Regions from separate parts of the Mus musculus genome. Here regions 1, 3 and 4 are each linked to region 2. A link is a contact called in public HiChIP or PLAC-seq data. All regions are on one chromosome and are shown on one strand. The core of a region is the stretch at or near the end of the contact, and the rest is flanking DNA. Distances in the headings are between cores, read along the strand shown. Region 1 has its middle 5.1 kb from the start of 2700054A10Rik. Region 2 holds the start of Tcte2 (t-complex-associated testis expressed 2). Region 3 has its middle 27 kb from the start of Gm7168. Region 4 has its middle 30 kb from the start of 2700054A10Rik.

The links. HiChIP or PLAC-seq counts read pairs in DNA pulled down with a chosen protein or histone mark.
Region 1: an H3K4me3 HiChIP or PLAC-seq map of the SCID.adh cell line shows a contact between it and region 2, with 10 read pairs. The contact joins the enhancer-like site here to the promoter of Tcte2 in region 2. A contact is called at or near these places in 15 of 39 promoter capture datasets (the 3T3-L1 cell line, 3T3-L1-derived adipocytes, the C10 cell line and 10 more), 5 of 484 Hi-C or Micro-C datasets (the HL-1 cell line, brown adipocytes, cerebral cortex and 1 more), 12 of 115 datasets of contacts at active chromatin or transcription factors (the SCID.adh cell line, SST interneurons, bone marrow-derived macrophages and 9 more) and 3 of 9 other capture datasets (adipose tissue, liver and pancreatic islet).
Region 3: a contact with region 2 is called in an H3K27ac HiChIP or PLAC-seq map of extraembryonic endoderm stem cells. The contact joins the enhancer-like site here to the promoter of Tcte2 in region 2. A contact is called at or near these places in 1 of 484 Hi-C or Micro-C datasets (muscle stem cells) and 3 of 115 datasets of contacts at active chromatin or transcription factors (extraembryonic endoderm stem cells, pancreatic cancer cells and trophoblast stem cells).
Region 4: a contact with region 2 is called in an H3K4me3 HiChIP or PLAC-seq map of embryonic forebrain, with 4 times the contacts expected there. The contact joins the enhancer-like site here to the promoter of Tcte2 in region 2. A contact is called at or near these places in 7 of 39 promoter capture datasets (3T3-L1-derived adipocytes, the C10 cell line, the HPC-7 cell line and 3 more), 3 of 484 Hi-C or Micro-C datasets (cerebral cortex and cortical neurons), 9 of 115 datasets of contacts at active chromatin or transcription factors (the SCID.adh cell line, SST interneurons, bone marrow-derived macrophages and 6 more) and 3 of 9 other capture datasets (adipose tissue, liver and pancreatic islet).

What each region holds. Positions count from the first base shown.
Region 1 is chr17:13,557,889-13,560,588 of GRCm38.p6, reverse strand. No RefSeq gene overlaps it. Among named protein-coding and RNA genes, the nearest start is that of 2700054A10Rik, 5.1 kb to the right of the region's middle. Within about 2 kb of position 1,443, at least 12 of the 459 cell types and tissues checked have an H3K27ac peak or open chromatin away from gene starts, as enhancers often do. A contact at or near this core is called in the HL-1 cell line and the SCID.adh cell line, where this site is marked.
Region 2 is chr17:13,759,758-13,762,660 of GRCm38.p6, reverse strand. Tcte2 (t-complex-associated testis expressed 2) reads left to right here and starts at 1,258. Exons shown (of 3, transcript NM_022311.3): 1 at 1,258-1,375. Afdn (afadin, adherens junction formation factor) reads right to left here and starts at 2,120. Exons shown (of 33, transcript NM_010806.1): 1 at 1,883-2,120. The coding sequence starts at 1,987.
Region 3 is chr17:13,919,597-13,922,430 of GRCm38.p6, reverse strand. No RefSeq gene overlaps it. Among named protein-coding and RNA genes, the nearest start is that of Gm7168, 27 kb to the left of the region's middle. Within about 2 kb of position 1,535, at least 83 of the 459 cell types and tissues checked have an H3K27ac peak or open chromatin away from gene starts, as enhancers often do. A contact at or near this core is called in extraembryonic endoderm stem cells, pancreatic cancer cells and trophoblast stem cells, where this site is marked.
Region 4 is chr17:13,583,068-13,586,012 of GRCm38.p6, reverse strand. No RefSeq gene overlaps it. Among named protein-coding and RNA genes, the nearest start is that of 2700054A10Rik, 30 kb to the right of the region's middle. Within about 2 kb of position 1,397, at least 25 of the 459 cell types and tissues checked have an H3K27ac peak or open chromatin away from gene starts, as enhancers often do. A contact at or near this core is called in cortical neurons, embryonic basal ganglia and embryonic forebrain, where this site is marked.

The DNA.
Region 1 (2,700 bases), core at 194-2,693, 200 kb after region 2:
GGACCTTATGGGGGACAGTAGTGAAGAAAGAGTGGAACACACAGCAGAGAGCTCTGGAGAACTGACTAATGAATGGAGTGGCTGTGAAGATCCAGAGTGGGAGGTACTTATGCCAAGCAGCCAAGGGTCCCAGGTTACGGGGACTAAGACACCCATAGGAAGCAGGGAAGCGCTGTCAGGATACAGGGAGTACAGACTGGATAACATAGGGCTGGCTGTTCCCTCCTGGTACTTGGTGATTCTCAGTAAGATGCTAAGTCACAGCTGAGGTGTACAAGCACAGTGCCTGAGCCTTTAGACTTCCCCTCTCAAGTTGGGTGACGTGCTCTATCTAGTGCAGTAGTTCTCAACCTGTGGGTCCTGACCCTTTGTGAGCATGGAGTGGGGTCGGGTGGGGTGGCGTGGGGTGGGTTGAAGGACTCTCACAGGGGTCTCATATAAGATATCCTGCATATCATCCGATATTTACATTACAACTCATAACTGTAACAGAATTGCAGTTATGAAGTAACAACAAGACAATTTTATGGTTGGGGGTCACCATAACATGGGGAATGGCATTACGGAGGTTGAGAATCACGGAGCTGATGTCAGAGGCTCAGGAATGGTGGGCAAGAGCTTACAGTCCATTTGGTCAGCTTCTGTCTGCCTCTCCCCCCCACCAGCCCCACCTCAGACAGTGAGGGGTAAGATCCTCAAGTCCACTTTGTATGATTGGGGACATTTTGTAGCCTTTGCAGTTTTTGAAATTTGTTAGTATGTGCCAATTATGAGAAAACATGAAACACTGAAACCTGGTGTGTAGGGGCTTTTGTATTGAAATATGTATATCTCCATATGGCTCTTGTTCTGGACTCCAGCCCGACCGGGACCTAGCTGTCTGTGTCAGTGACACCTCAGGGACAAGAGGTCAGTGGCACAGGCCCTTGGCATCTTTTCTTTGATGACAGTCAGTATAGAGTACGGATTTTACAGCACAGTCATCAGAGCCTGATAGTCATCACTCCTGGCCACGGTCCCTTTCTTACCTTTACTGGTGGTTAAAGAACAGCCTGAGAACAAACTGGGACAGGCTGGGGAGAGGGGCAGCCGCCTCCTTGTTTGGTGGCTCTCACTCTCACTGCTGCCGTCCTAGGGCTGTGTTCTCAACACTGGGCCAGCACCTTATGGGCAAGGACCCAGGCACTCCTCAGTTTCAGAAGTGCATATTTTAATTTTTTGTTTTCCGTGTTCTGTAGAATCAAGGGTGTGCTTTAATAAGTTGCTTTTAAGTTTTATTCCATTGCTCAGACTGTTAAAATTACTAGTTCCCTGGGAGCTGAAATGCTCCTCAATTCTCTTTGTGGTTCTGAGAGACTGCCTTGTAAGGTATTAAAGACTACTCCTGGACTGATTAAAACACAGGCCGGAGAGACACACCTCGATTGGTTCTCCTTGCCTTAGAAAGGACTGCAGGCATTAAGGGTGATGAGATACTTCAGTGAAGTGCTGGGTGTGGCCCAGCTCAGTTTCCACCCCACCCCAACCCACAACTCTCATGGGATCTTGGGAGTCTCATGGGCCCCTTCACACCTGATTACCAACCCCCGGGGTTTGGGTCACTCCTCTTCTCTTCTCTTCTCTTCTCTTCTCTTCTCTTCTCTTCTCTTCTCTTCTCTTCTCTTCTTTCTTTCCCCTCTGTTGTTTTTATTTCAAGATGACATCTCACTGTGTAACCCTGGCTGTCCTGGGATTCACCCTGTAGAACAGGCTGGCCTTAAACTCACAGAAATCCACCAGTTTGTACCTCCCAGGTGCTTGGACTAAAGGTGTGAGCCACCATGTCTGGCCTGGACTGCCATTTTCTTTGGCAGAAACAAGACCACGGGAAAACTGTTCAAAACTTTTCACTGCTGTGCCCCTGTGTACCCTGCCCATGCAGATGCCAATCTTTCCAAGACGGGGGTGGGGGCGCTTAGGGTAGACCCCAAGCCTACATCTTATATGTATATTCACCCTAGGCAGCAACATACTGCACAGTGAAGCTCAGGTTCTGGACATATATGGGAGAAGAGAAGATAGCAGCTGTTGAATCAAGTGAAGACTGATGTGAATGTCCTACACTGGGCTTTAGTGGTAATGAACTGAGACAGGCAGGGACTTAGTCACTGTAGGACTGGCCTTCATGGAAGAGTCAGTGGGGAACTCCTGGGTCCAGAGCAGGGACGGTGGTCCCTGACAGATAGCACCCGGAGGATGGTAGCCTGTCCAGAGACACCTATGTGTCACACATTCTGAGCAAATCATGTATAGTGACTGGGTGCCAGATTCCTATTGTACGCAAGCTTATTTAGAATTTAAAGCTAATCTCAGTATGTATAAACACTGTGCCACACAGTTCTTTATTTATTATATGTAAGTACACTGTAGCTGTCTTCAGACTCATCAGAAGAGGGAGTCAGATCTCATTACAGATGGTTGTGAGCCACCATGTAGTTGCTGAGATTTGAACTCAGGACCTCTGGAAGAGCAGTCAGTGCTCTTAATCGCTAAGTCATTTCTCCAGTCTGCCACACCGTTCTTGATATTGTGATTTGGAGTTAAAGATGAGAAAACAAAGGGTCAATTAACAACATGTCATGGCTGTATTACATATCCTAGAGCCAAGTATGTTTGTGACTCTTGAGTCCCCTCTACCCCACCCCCACCCTTCCACTGAGA
Region 2 (2,903 bases), core at 9-2,508:
AAAGGCTTTCAATTACAAGTTGTTTCTAAAAATAGAAATGTTCAGATGTAAGAGAGGGTAATGAAAAAGATAATTTCATTTAAGTCCTGTAATTTTTTTCATTGTCTACACAACTCTTTACCTGCAGAAAACTGGGGGGGGGGGGGGGGAACATTCCACAAAACATGCAACTTTACTGTTCATCTCTCCAAAATGATAAAGTTTCAAGTGAATGCTTATAGAATAGAATCCAGTTAAATCTAAAATATTTAATTTAAAATGTTTTAAAGCTAACTCCTCAATTTAAGACTAAAACACTAAGCTGTTACTTCTCAACAGAAAACACATCTTTTCTTAATCAGATAAGAACTCTGGGGGAGGGGGAGGAACAAGGGAATTCACTTGACTAGCAATATTTTACTTGCAAAGTTTATCCTGCCATTTAAAAAAAAAAAAATCAAGCTAATTATTCTGAAAGACAAAATAATACTGAAACTATATTGATTCAGGGCTCCTTTCTAAAGAGTCGCTTGTAAGGCTATGAACGAACACTAACTACACAGTAAATTTGCTTACTAAAATACAACTCGTAAAATCGTTACAGAAGATGAATTATGAATCAGGAGTAACTTAACATCCACCGGTGTTCAAATTGGCCACCTGAACCTAATAATTTACCTTAGCTTGTCAAATAGGGATCGAGAGAAAGGGCTCTAACTAGGTCAAGTGTGCTCACAAGAAGGTGAGAGGGAAGGAGAGGAAAACCTGCCTTCCTCCACCGGCAAAATTAAGTCAATCTGAGAAGACTGCTCAGATCTACCAAATCTGTGTTCGCGGCTAAGCGCTGGCTGCTGTGTTTCAGCAAGCACCTCTTAGGTTTCAAAGCCAGAGCTATTTCCAAATCCGGCACAAGTCCTGGGTATAGTGTGGGGTCGCGTGGAACAGGTCTGCCCAGCCACAACTTAACCAAACGCCCTTTGGCCCGCTGTCTAACGGAGGCTTCCCCGAGGCTTCCCGCCGGCCACGGAACTCCTCCGACAGTCTCCCCGGTACCAACCGGCTGGCTGGATACCGGCCCTCACCCCACCCCCAAGATCGTCCAGAACGCTTCCCGCAGCCCCGCTGCGTACCGCCAGCGCACGGGGCTGGAGCAGGGGTTTATCTGTCTGCCCGCTGCGCGCCACCGGACCCCGCCGGGCTAGAACGCACGCGCGCCGTGGGGCGCACGGGGCTCACACCGCCGCGGGCATCGGCCGGTCACGTGGCCTCGGAGGGGCCGAGATCCGCGTCCCGACGGTTCGAAGACGCCATCAAAGAAACCGGCGGCGAGGAGCGCATCCCGCAGGGGAAGGCCCGCGGCCTGCGTGGGCCGCGACGGGGACCGGTGCGCTGGCAGGTAAGGGCCGGGAGGGCACAGGTGGGTCGTGCCGCACAGGTGGGCGGCCAGGTGCAGTCCTGTGGGCGCAAGCGGGGCCTGAGGACACAAGTGCGCGCCTGGAAAGGATGCGGGTGACACAGGTGGGGTCTGAGGACCCACGTGGGTGGCCAGGCGGAGTCCCGGGGACACAAGTGCACGTCCAGGTGTGTCTCCGCGCGCAGGTGGCCGGCCCGCCCTCTGCGCCGGCCACCAAGCCGCCCTGGACCCCGCCCGGGCGGCGGGGCACCGCAGGAGGCGACAAGGACGAGCGCCCCTAGGGACCCCGCTGGCCAGTACGGTGGGCGGAGGCCGAGGGGACAGGGCCGCGGGCGAGGGCGGGTCCGCGGGCGGACGGGCGGGCGGGCAGGCCAGCGGGGGAGGGGCGGCCGCGGGACCCCACCGCGCTCTGCCTCCCGCGGCCTCCGCGTCGCCGGCCCGCGCGCGGGCCCCCTCCCCTCGCACCCCGGCGGCGGCGGCGGCGCTCACCTCGGTCGGCTGGCTGATCTCGAACAGGTCCAGCCGGTTGGCGTTCCAGTGGTGAATGATGTCGGCCAGCTTCCGCCGCTCTTCGTCGCGGCCGCCCGCCGACATGATCGCGGCCGCTCCTCCCCAGGGCCAGCCGGGCCGGAACACCGCAGGCCGCCTCACCGCCGCCGCCGCCGCCGCGCGTCCTCCGCCGGGCTCGGCCCGCGTCCGGCCCGCGCCGCTTCAGCCCGCCTCAGCCGCGGCCGGTGCGCCGAGCGCCGCCCCCCGCCCTCCCGCCGCCGTGCGCGCCCGCCCGCCGTGCGCGTCCCCGCGAGCGCGCGCCGCGCCGCTAGGTGCTGCCGCGTGGTCGCGCGCGCGTGCGTGCGTGCAGGGGCGCGTCGGGTGTCAGCGGGCCGCACTCGCTCTGTGCCGGAGGCGTGAGTCCTCACCGGAGCCGCTCGGTCCTGCGGCCGCGCTCGGTCCGCCCTGGGCAGGCTCAGGGGTGGCGGACGAGCTGGCGAGCAGAGGGGCGGCGCCCTGACGGGCGGGGCGACCCGGAGCTGCAGAGCGGGATGGACAGGTGGGCGTGGGCTGCGCGGCCGGCGGAACTGGCCGGCCATCCCGCCGCGGCCCTGACGCCTGGGCTGCGCTGGCTGCTGGGGTCAAATCCCAGCTGACCTTTCTCCGGAGGAAAGATAAATTATTATGGTTGTGTGTGAGCGTCAGTGCAAATGTTTTCCGAGCCCTCCTCCGGCTCAGGGTGCCTTTTGGATCCCCCGCATTCCTCAACCCCGGCCAGGGAGCGGCGGCGCCCTTTGTGTCTCCGCGGAGCGCATGCCACCTCGGGGAAAACAACGAATCTGAGTTAGAACGGGGAGAGAGAGACACTAGCGTGAGTTTTGTTAATCTTTTAAAGCCTCCCGGTGAACCTAGAAACCCAAAAATTATCTTGAACAGCAAATGCTCTGGGGTTTAGAGAACGTTTGTTTCTTTGTCTTTTTCATTGCCTCTTCCGTGCCAAAAACAATCTGTTTGCTGGAGA
Region 3 (2,834 bases), core at 286-2,785, 160 kb before region 2:
GACCTTTGGCAACTTGTCTGATTATTATCACAGCCTCAATTGAGCCTGCAAAGTGCTTGGACATAGACTTTCCTGCCTGCTGCTCATGTCCTGTTCAATGTATCCATGCCTTACAGTCCCCTGATGGTCCCAATACCAGTATCTTGGGCATTTAACACATCACCAGTTAAAGAAGGGAGCAGGTAGAGCCATTGACACCTGAAAAAAATCTGCATCCTGCCAAGCTACTGAGGCCTGCTTTGAGTGTTCAGCCACCATTAAGAAAATAGCAGTATTTGGGGCTTGGTAATATGGCCCAGTATTTAAGGGCACTTCAAGACAAGCGTATGGATCCTTGCACCCATATAAACTAGGTGTGGTCTTGGGTGCACCTATGATGTGTGTTGGGGCAGAGATGGAAGTGGCTTACTGGCAGCCAGATGAAAAGTTCAAGCTGCAGGTTCAGGGAGAGATGCTGTCTGAAAAGACTACAGTGAGGAATGACAGAGAGTAATCCCCAGCACCCTCCTCTAGCCTGTGTGTGTGTGTGTGTGTGTGTGTGTGTGTGTGTGCGCGCACGTACAAAAATACAAACATGTACACATACACACATACTATACTCACACACACACAAAAAGGACAGAGATGTTGTGTGCCATACTACAAGTGTATAGTATAAAGAGAAGACTCAGGGAGGTTGTTGTGGGATGGGAGAACAGGACCCAAAGCATGGAGCTGGCCAGGAGGTCAAACCCCTCTGCAAATCCCAAGGAGACCAGCCGAGCCCAGGGAGTGGAGGTTGCAGGGTAGGAGATGAAATGAAAGAAAAGAGGCAGAGGCAGAGGAAAAGGCAGGGGACAAAGGTCTTCTTAGGAGCATGGCACATGTCCTGCTGAGCCTGGGGGGTCAAGTCTCACTGGAGTCTCATGCTATCACCACCGTGATTTCCTGTATGTCAAAAACATCACTGTCAACCTCAAAGCCCTTAGCTTTTGGAAAAAGAAAGGCCGAAGGGACACTGCCCTTGATAAAACCTAAAGGGGAGGCTGAGTTGGGTGGGATCCTTAGCTGATGGACGTGTTAACACAGATACTGTGGCCACACTCAAGCCCAGTCCTGTTGGTCTTGCCCTGCTTCATGAAGGAGCACCACCCTAAAAGTCAGCTTCACCTGGGCTCCAGAGCTGAGAACTGGGTGTCCCTGCAATGCCTGCCACTGTCCTCTGCCTTCAGATGTGTCCCCAACAGGAACCATCCACAGACTGAATGTGAAAGGACGTTACCAGCTCTGTGACTCAAATGTTTCCTTTCTGCTCCTACAACAGCAAAGAGCTTTCAGTCATCGACCACACAGAAGGTAGCTCAGCAGTGGACCGGCCCTGACCCCTGAAATTTCCACACAGGGCAGCCAGCTCTGTGCCACACACATTTTTAATTCAACTGTAGCAGATTTGTTCACTAAGTTGTAACAAGAATCCATTTCCTGGTATACTGGGCATGTGAGGCATCTCAGGCAGGTGAGGAGGAATTTCAAGAATCTGGCTTGTGGCTTCCTGTGCTGACCCTCCCTGGGTCATCTGGATGATGCCTTCTTGACTTAAGGGAAGAGTGAAAGTGAGCTTTGCTCACAGAGCCAGAAGGCCAGTCTCCTGGGCAGAGGAGCAGAAGGCTGTAGAATTCCTTTTGGTTTGTGGATTCTGTTTGGTCTCAGACCCCAGGACAAGGGACTGAGGTGAATATTTTTACATATGGAAGCAGACCTGACCTCCAAGTTATCCCTAACTAGCATACCCTGCCCCCAATCATGAACTTTCCAGGCCAGGCCCTTCCCTCATATAGGGCTCCTCCCTACATAATCCAGACATTTTGGTCTCCTTCTCCCCTTTCTCCCCCCATCCCATCATTCTGAGCATGTGTTCTGTCTTTCTCTTCCCCCTACCCCTCTCTCCCTTCCCATGGCAACTTCCCTGGCCTTTGTCCTTGGGGCCAGTGAACTCACAGCTTCCCAATAAACCTGCATTTAATATAATCCAATCTGGCTTGAATTGGCTCATTTCACTGGCCGAGAAATAACTTATCAGTTCCTGTCAACTTAGGATTCTATGCTGCCACGAAACTTGCTTGGCTACCCCTTCTGCCAAGCTGGGTTGAAACGCTGATGACCCCTGCTAACCCTAAAGAACTTGCTGCTCTACACCTGTGCCTCAGACCTGGGTGACCCCAGTTACAGTCTTGAATAGCTGGAGGGCTGTCCTGAAGATGCCCATCTATCTTCTACGCAGTCTGAAAGCATCCTCAGTTCAGCTGACACCGTTCAGGTGACTCAGCCAGCTCAGTACCACTGCTGTCCTGAGATGGCTACAGCCTGTATAGTCTGCTTTCTTCCCTTTTCAGATGGGGTCCCTGCACAGAGATTGGGCTTGAGGCAGTCCTAACCCAGCAGGCCTCCAGTCAGCACAGGCTGTGGGGCTCTCTCTCCTGCCTGCCAGCTCTGACCACATAGCTGACTTGGCTTGAGACTGCCAGGCCCAACGAAACTGTTAACAAGTCATACCATACCCAAATGGGACTGGATGCCTCCTTCAGACAGCACTGGACCTGCCCAGCATCTCAGACTACCGAAGCACACTCAGGGATGCTGGAGTACCATTAGCACAGGAGTGAACATGCAGGTGAACAGGAAAGGCTCACATGAGAAAGCAGCCCTGCAATGTTCCCACAAAGGAGGACATGGATATGGAAAAGTGCCAAAAACCAGGGACAGGAGGTGGGACATGACAGACCCACCCACCTGCATTGTACAGACGCTAGCCTTAGAGACAGGGATGGGCTATTTGCTAACCCCGTGGATGAGAT
Region 4 (2,945 bases), core at 148-2,647, 180 kb after region 2:
GTGTTTATTATGAGCATGCAAGTGTGTTATCTATGGAAGTGCCAGTGTGTTATCTATGGAAGTGCAAGTGTGTTATCTACAGAAATACTATCGTGTTTATCCATGAATATGCAAGTGTGTTATCTATGGAAGTGCCAGTGTGTTATCTATGAATATGCAAGTGTGTTATCTATGGAAGTGCCAGTGTGTTATCTGTGGAAGTGCCAGTGCATTATCTATGGAAGTGCCAGTGTGTTATCTTTGGAAGTGCCAGTGTGTTATCTGTGGAAGTGCCAGTGTGTTATCTGTGGAAGAGCAAGTGTACTATACAGAAGTATTATTGTGTTATCTATGGGCATGCAAGTGTGTTATCTATGAAAGTGTGAGTGTGCTATCTATGGAAGTACCAATGTGCTGTTTATGGATGTGCCAGTATGTTATCTGTGGAAGTACCAGTGTGTTATCTATGGAAGTGCAAAGATGTTATTTATGGAAGTGTGAGTGTGTTATCTATGGAAGTATGAGTGTGTTATTTATGGAAGTGCAAGGGTGTTATATATGGAAGCGTGAGTGTTTTATACATGGAAGTGCACGGGTGTCATATATGGATGTGCAAGGATGTTAACTAGCTTACTTAGTAGCTGCTCATCTGAAAGTACAGTCCTCGCCTTTGCTTCAGCCTTTCTGGGGACAGGAGGACTTCCATAGCACCCAGAGAATAAGAAAGAAGTCCTGATTACCTCTCACACACCAGACAGCTCACCTGGCTAGCAAGCTGCTCTCATTTTAATGTGGGCCTATGTGAGGTTATTTTAGGCAGATGCTGCACTGTGTCGATAATTGTCACGGTACATATTAAGCACCTACCCATCTTTTCATGACTGAGGAGAACTGGGGTGCCTGCTGGCTTTCCTACCCTTTGTTATTCCACTTGGGGCATATATATGTATATACATATGTATATATATATATATATATATATATATATATATATATATATATATATATGTATGTATATATATATTCCTTCCAATTCTCCAGTCCACTCCACATCTCCTTGCTATCCTTGCCATCCTGCACCTCTTGTGTCTTGGCAACAAGTGGACTTGAGAACAAGAGGCCTTGCACTATACAGGGTACTGAGTTATTCCCAGGCAAACTCAGAAGATTGATGGAATTACACATCTAGAGAAGGCTTCTGAGCCTTCTGTCCCATACACCCAGTTCTGTAGTCATGGGTCAGTTAGGAAACACATGTGTGCATGCATAATGTTTTCTGTCCCTGAACTCCTGGGCCTTGATCCTCTGGTGTTCTCTTTTCTGCACAGGCCACATTGGCCTTGAGAGGCTCTGCTCTGCATATGTCTTGGCCACGGGAACTCTGTCTCCTTGGCCCTGCTGTCTGCAGGAGCAGCGCCTGCCACGTACAGTCACACCCTCTCTGGGAAATGCCCAAGGTCACCTGTTCCTATAAGGAACATTCCTACACCTTGAGTGTTTTATTTAATTTTGGTTGCTGAAAACCACAGAAAGCCTCTGCAGCCTGCTGTCTGTCCAAATGACATTTAGAGCAGCAGTGGCTCCTCCCCACCCCCACCGTCTCCTTCCCCCTTCTTTCCTGTTTCCTTCTTCCATTCCCATCTTTAATTCGAAATAATTGACTTAAAGTTTCAGCCTCTCCCTCCTTTCTTGCTCTCGTCCCTTTCCCTTTTATTTTCTTTCTGCTTTTCTCCCCACTCCTTCCCTTCCCTCATCTTGCTCCTCCTTTCTCCCTCTTCCTTCCCTTCCTTCATCTCCCTCCTCTTCCCTTCCCTCCTCTCTCTCCTTCATTCCTTCTTCCCGAGGTTCTTCATCCTCTTTTGTTCTTCCCCTTTTCACTCTTGCTCTTAGAAACAGTGCTTACTCACATCCAGCATCTCTTGCACCCTGCGGTGGGTGTACAGATGGCTGGCGATGCGTGTGTGTGTGTGTGTGTGTGTGTGTGTGTGTGTGTGTGTGTGTGACAGCTCTGTGAGCTTCTGAGCTCATGTCTTACCCCAGCTGCACAGGACCTACTTCAGTGCCAATTAATTCTAGCGTAACTAGCATATGCCGTACAGTACCCTCGTTTCCTTTGGAATATATAACTTGCTGCAAGACATCATGAGAAAACATCATTTAAAATATCTGGGCAGCTTTGGTTCAGTACATTTGCTTAATTGGGTTACACTAGGCTTACCACAATTAGCTAAAAGAATACATAAAACAATAAAGAGAACTGGTGAAATTTTCGTTGTAGAGTAGAGTGGTCTAATGGTCTTGATAATAGCTGTTAGCTCTGAAGTTGTGTTGCATTTGCTTAGACTAGATGATCTCATTCAATTCCTTCCAGGAGAAGAGGAGGGGGAAGGCCACAGAGAGGCTGTACAGGACACCAAGTGTCACCTGGCTGGTAATTCTGAACCTCTGTTCAGGCCACTGAAGAATGGCCACTTAAAGTGGATTTGCCTAATGTGAGCATGAACATTCAAAACAAACAGTAGTAACGGTCTGCTGAGACATTGGTTTATGAAATTAGAAGGCTTGGAGCAAATTTACTATCTCACATGAGGAACAGAACTATGTACCTTTTGCAGTTCCAAGAAGAAAGGAGAATGGATTGTGTGTGTGTGTATATGTGTATGTGTTTGTGTATAGGTATGTTTGTGTGTATATTTGTGTATAAGTGTGTGTCTGTTTATGTTTGTATATTGTGTGTGTGCATGTGTGTGCGTTTGTGTAGGGGTGTGTTTATGTACTCATGCATGTGTGTGTTTGTGTGTAGGTGTATCTGTGTGTGCATGTGTATATGTGTATGTGCTTGTGTTTGTGCATACACATGCCTGTGTGTGTATTTGTGTGTGTGGATTTTCTGCATGAGTTTTTCTCTTGCATTTGACATCCACTCTGCTTTCTGAGAGAGTCCCTCACTTTATACTTGGGGATTA